2 separate regions of the Anser cygnoides genome follow, and region 2 is linked to region 1. The links are chromatin contacts, called in public Hi-C maps. All regions are on one chromosome and are shown on one strand. The core of a region is the stretch at or near the end of the contact, and the rest is flanking DNA. Distances in the headings are between cores, read along the strand shown. Region 1 holds the start of ZNF326 (zinc finger protein 326). Region 2 holds the start of LRRC8B (leucine rich repeat containing 8 VRAC subunit B).

Region 1 (2,988 bases), core at 428-2,927:
ATACGTAAAGGACATTTAATTAGAAATCAATATAGAAGATTTAAAAAAACAAGTCCAGAGTTTTTAATTATTTATTTTACTCTGAAAAAAATAAATCCAGAACACTATTGTTGGCAAAAGAGCTAAGACTCAAGGAGTGTATCACGAAAACGGTCATACTGCAATCACAGATGCTTCTGTAATCCATGTTATTTCCATGTAACGGCCAGCAAGTGTATGAAGAGATCCAATAGCAAATACTTATTTGGTGACATCTGTAAATAAAGCTTAGGTACAGTTTATTGTAAAAGTTTTATATTGATACATTAACATCCTTTTGGTACTTGTTTGCATGCTGACAAGAGATTTCAAAACACTTCTTGAGTCTTGCTAAGTTTATAACCTTACCCATAAAATCTGTATTCTTTTCAGTTGCAGGTATTTTAACAGCGTATAAACAAAAGCTAACATTTGCTCTACCGCATTTATTTTTATGCTTTTTATATTCCTTCCCACACCCTTACTTAAAGTAAATTACAAAAGAAAATCTAGGTTTTTTTCCCATGCCCGCGTGGGAGAGGGAAACATTCTCTGACCCCGTTTCTGCTGCTTTCTTTTCAATCTAAGCAGCACGAATCAAATATAGTAGTCCATGAGAAAATAAAATACCGATGTATGCAAACAGCAACATCGTAAGTGACGTCTGCGTTCCCTCCCATCCCCACTCCTCCAACACCTCTTCGTTCGGACTCGGAATGTGCAGGAGCTCATGTTGACATGCCCAAGATGAGAACCGAGTCTCACTCCCCGCCAGTTACAACTCCTCCAGAAAACAACATGTGCAGCCACACCACGTTACGTACTTTCAATAACCCTTTTTAACATCTTTGGCAACACTGACTGTTCAGCCCCAACGCTTTTTAGAGGTTAGACGTATTTATAGCTCATACCTGAGACTGACCCACTGGGCATGTTCACACCACAATGCATGGGGGTATCTGGGAACCTCCAATCTCTGTCTTCAGCTGGAGAGGATGGGTCAGTGAGAATGACTTAGTGCTTAGCGAGAGCTGGAGGGGAGACACCGGGAGCCGCGCCGACAGGCGGCTCTCCCTGCTGGCGGCTCTCCTGCCACGACCCCCTCACGGAGCTCGCCCCGAGCTCCCCCCGGCCCTGCCCGCGCCGCCGCCGCCCCCCCCCCCCGCACCCCTCCCCCTCGCCCCCCGCTCGCCCCGCGCCCCCCGGGCGCCTCAGCTCGCCCCCCGCCCTCGCCGCCCGCCCGCCCGCCCGGCCCCGGGAGGGCCCCGGGAGGGCCCCGGGAGGGCCCCTGGGGCCCCTCAGCCCTCCTCTGCCCTCCTCCTCCTCCCGCGCAGCCCGCCCGCCGACGGCCGCCGCAGCTCCCCCGGCCCGGGAGGGGCGGCGAGGAGGAGGGCGAGGAGGTGTGTGCGGGGGAGGGGGGGGAGGGGGAGCGCCCTGCGCGGAGCGAGGCGGCCGCGGCCGTGCGGAGACGCGGCCGGGCCCTGCCCGGCGCTGCGGGGCGCGCGCTCACCTTCCCCGTAGTCCATGATGGCGGCGGGCCCCGCTCCCGGCGGCTGGCGGCCGCGGCTGGCAATGGCGCCCTCCGCCACAACGAGGCGAGGCGGGGCCTGCGCGCCGCCGGGGAGCGCGCCGATTGGCCCGGCCGCCGCATCACGTGAGCGGCGAGGCACGAAGGGAGAAAGGGGCCCCGGCCGCCCGAAGCCGCCGGCGCCTGGCGCCCGGATCGGCGGGGTCACGAGGGAGGAGGCTGCGCGGCGGCCATATTAGGTGCTGGCAGCCGCCATTTTGCGTCATGGCAGCGGGCCTTATCTGGCTTGAAGGCGCAGCGGGGTTATCGGCGGTGAAACAGCCGCGTCTTTGCCACGCCTTTTGTAGTCCCAACGCTTTCTTTCCTGCCACACGCCCTCTGGCCCCGGTGAAAACATAAGGGGCGACGGCAGCAAACACTGCCCTCAGTACACAAGGACCAAAATGTGCCTTTACTCTGCACTGGAAGCCAGGCAGTGCTTGGCGGGAGCGAGTCCCCGCGGCTCCACAGCGGTGTGGAGTGAGGAGCCTTGTCCTGTGCCAGCCCACAACAGGGGCTGCTGCTGCTTTGTGTGAGCATATGGCTGTGCCCATCTCTTACATGGCTGTATTTGGGAAGCAGCTCGGTGATGTTACACAGAGGAGTACTTGCGCTGTCCCCTCGTCCTGGCTCCTGACATGGCTGCACCACCCACAGTGGCCCCTTGGGCTGCCTCGAGGCCTTCCCAGGAAGAGCATCATAAATAGCTATGAATAGGCCTCGATATTCACTCTTTCCTCCCAAAATAGCGAACACAAGTAATCCTGTGCTGAAGTGTAGCCTTCCTTAGGCAACAGAACTCAACTAAGCAGTATCCGCCCTGTAAAAGTCCCCTTCGATCAACCTACCGTTAACACCAATTCATCCGTGAATCCCAGGACAAGCTGTTGTAGTTTCTGTTACAGGCTGCATTGAAACACTGAAACAGGCTAAATGTAAACACAGGCTTCATTCAATTCAAGCTAGTTGTAAGACACCACTTTTCTCCTCCCATAGCCAAAGGTTTGAGAGAAGAAAAAAAACAAATACATACATCATGCAACAAAAACCAAAGATCTTTGTGAGACTCACATGCTGAGAAATGTTTCGTTCCTTGTAGCTTCTTAATGTTTTATACATTCCTGAACGGGGGTGGGAGGACTATGTGAGAGAGCAGCAGAGAGCAGATCTGACAAAAAAACTAAGGAGTTGGCTCTGAGGACAAGCTAGAGACACACTTTCTGGTTGTAATGGTGGGCAAAGTCACTATCTCTTGATTTTTGATTTTGTCAGGTCTTCCTTCATTCTTCGGTAGCTAACAGGCTTGGATCAAAACCTGCCAATTTCTCTGCATCTGAAAAGTAATAAAAGCCCCATTTTGGGAAAGGAAGGTTTGACTCACGTAGGTCCAGAGTCCAAGCTTT
Region 2 (2,862 bases), core at 269-2,768, 150 kb after region 1:
CTACGAGGCTGATTTTATAATGCTGAATTACAGATGGATGCCTCTTTAGTATTGCTGCTCTAAAATTTACTCAACATGCTGTCACCAACTTCAAAGAGCACTTGTACAGGTATCTTGTGAGAAGCAGAAGGAAATTAATTTTATTTTCGTCCCCATGATAATGCTATCTTCCTTAAAAAAAAAAAAAGGAAAAAATAGCGGTCAGACCAACAACTTTTCTCTCAAGAGCATAAGAGAACAAACATGTAAATTTCTATGAATTACATGAAACCTACTGAAATTGAAACGGTTACTATGTAAAATATGTGCTAGCATGAAACTCTGTGATAAGCACTGTTACCTAGCTACAACAGGATGTTTTAAAAACACTAGGGAAAGCCCTTAAGGGAACTTGTAGCCTATCCTAACTCCCGGTTCTACAGTGCAGCCCTTCTCCCTCCCGTTCTCTCTCCTACCACATCCCTTGCCCTGGTCAGCACCGCAGCTGCTGAAGAAAAGCGCTACTTGGGAGAACTCGTCCATTCCCCCCAGGGCCTGCTGGGTTGCACAGAGTGAAAAAAACACATGCAATATACGGAGACAATACATAATAAATTATATGAGTGATGCCCTGTAAGATGATATTACTTAAGCCTTGTGAGCTCCGTTCCTCCCCCAAAAAAAGTTTATGAACGCAGCCAAAACAGATAAGCAATCCTTTGACCAGCCGCCCTCCCTGCTAAGCAGGTACAGAGAGGAGACTCCTGAGACACGGGGAAGGGAGCGATGCCTTATCTTATCGCCTCAGCTAGCAGGCAAGGGAAGCCAGCAGTCAGCAGAACACACCACTGAAACGCCTGAAAACGCAAGTGAGCACGGAGCTCCCGGCTCACCGCAGCGTTACCCAGGGCTGCTGCTGGAAAGGACCGCACCAGGTGTTCACTCGAGCAGAGCGAGCCGAGCAGCACGGTTAATGACAACCTCCACGCAGAACCGAGCCCCGGGGAAGCCCGTTTCGGCGCTTTACCCCCCCACACCCCGCAGCACCGGCTGATCGCCCCCCGGACACGCCGCTACCAGGAGCCAGGAGGGTGCCCCGGGCTCCGGGCGGAGCAGCCGGGCCGGGCAGCAGCGAGGAGGCCGCGGCCCAGCGGAGCCCGGGGCACCGGCAGGTGCCGCCGCCACACCTGGCCCGGCGGAGGCGGGCGCGCAGCGGTAACGGCACCGGGCGCGGCGCCTCCCCCCGGCCCCACCCGCACGGCGCCGGCCGCCAGCCCCAGCCCCAGCCCCAGCCCCGCTCCCCCGGGGCGGGAGGGCGCGGGGCCGCTCCCCGCAGGCCGTGGCGGTGCGGCACCTGCCGGCGGCCGCTGCCCGGCGCTTACCTGGCCGCGGCGCAGAGCCTCGCCTCGCCCCTCACCGAGCCCCTCGCCGAGCCTCGCCCGCCGCCCGCCCGCCCGTCAGCGCCCGTCAGCCCGCAGCGCAGCGCGAGGCACCGGCTGCAACCGGCGCTCCTCGGCTCCGGGCCCGCCCCGCCGCGCGTCACCGGCCGCGCCGCCCAATGGGGCTTGCGGCCGGCGGGCCCGCTGACAGGCCGCGGGGCGGCGGCGGCCTGGGCGGACAAAGGCGGCGCCGCGCACCTGCGGCCCGGCCCGGCCCCAGGGGAGCCCGGCGGGCACCGGGCGGGGGGCTCGGCTGAGGGGAAGGGCTCGTCCCGCCCGGCCCCGGAGACCGCCCGGGGCCCTGTGGGCGCACCCAGGCTCGTCCGGCACCGCTCCGCACACCGACAGCGGTCCCGTCACCGGGTCGGGTGCACGCAGTGCCCGTCCTCCTCCTGAGAGGGACAGCCCAAAGCCGCGCTGCTGCGGGGCCAGAGCCTCCGGGGGCCATGCAGGTCCAGTCAAAAGCAGATAACGTTTCACAAAACCTCACAAGTATGCACAACGCTTAAAAAAAACAGCCCACACACCAAAAGTTATTTGACTTTCCTACTCCACTTCCTCTTTCTCCAGCTGACAGTGCAATTCCCGCCCTCGGCCGTGTCTGAAAAGCTGCTTCTGCAGGGGTAAATGTGTGAAAGCCTGAAAGAAAAGGCTGATTTCTACCTAGATTTCTCCCAATACCTCAGCAAATGGGGTGTTTCTGCCTCCTCTTAGCCAGACGTACAAACATCTCGATCTGCTCAAGAAATTTTCCTTCAATATTTTCATTCTTAGGCACCCCACTGCAAAAAATCTATTCAGAAATGTATTTCCAACATAATTATACTCCTTACATTCATTCTGCTACAATAATGTTTGTTAACTGTCTAGTTATCAGCTAGCAAAAAAATCTATTTTCAAAATGTTGTTTTTCCTCCATAGAACACCAAAATCCTTTTCCTCACAGCTATACAACCCCCGCTTCATTTAAACAGCAGAGACTCTAGATTTTGTGAAAATAATTTACAAATCATATGGAGCTCACATTTATCTATTATTATCAGTTTCAACTTAAAAGAGCTATTAAAATACAACATACTTTTGTGCAAAACAAGTTTTGGAACACAAACACTGCCGTTGAGCCAAAACTGAAACTACTTACAAATAAAAGTGAAACTGGTGTTTTAACCCAAACGTATAGAACTGCTAATGCAAATATGTACGTTGTAAAAAAAGCACACTTGTTTTTCCAGTTTGCAGCCATATTGCTAGCATAGTGGAGAATGTATTTGTTTTGCATTTGTTTCAGGCTGATTGGTGTTACTTATGGTGATACACTGATTAATAGTAATTTTTAACCTCAGAGGTGACAATAGCGAGGCATTTTCTTCAATTTCTTCTCTAAGAATCATTCTTAAAGTTTGGTAAACATTAGCTAGGCCAGCAATCTTCCTAAAAGACCAAT

What was found. A called contact is a pair of places that touch in the nucleus more often than the background predicts.
Region 2: a Hi-C map of liver shows a contact between it and region 1, with 2.8 times the contacts expected there. The contact joins the promoter of LRRC8B here to the promoter of ZNF326 in region 1. A contact is called at or near these places in 4 of 7 Hi-C or Micro-C datasets (granulosa cells and liver).

Annotation. Positions count from the first base shown.
Region 1 is chr8:17,228,376-17,231,363 of Taihu_goose_T2T_genome, forward strand. It overlaps ZNF326 (zinc finger protein 326), which reads right to left and starts at 1,678. Exons shown (of 13, transcript XM_067001220.1): 1 at 1,529-1,678; 2 at 930-1,004. The coding sequence starts at 1,544.
Region 2 is chr8:17,377,463-17,380,324 of Taihu_goose_T2T_genome, forward strand. LRRC8B (leucine rich repeat containing 8 VRAC subunit B) reads right to left here and starts at 1,519. Exons shown (of 5, transcript XM_067001218.1): 1 at 1,362-1,519.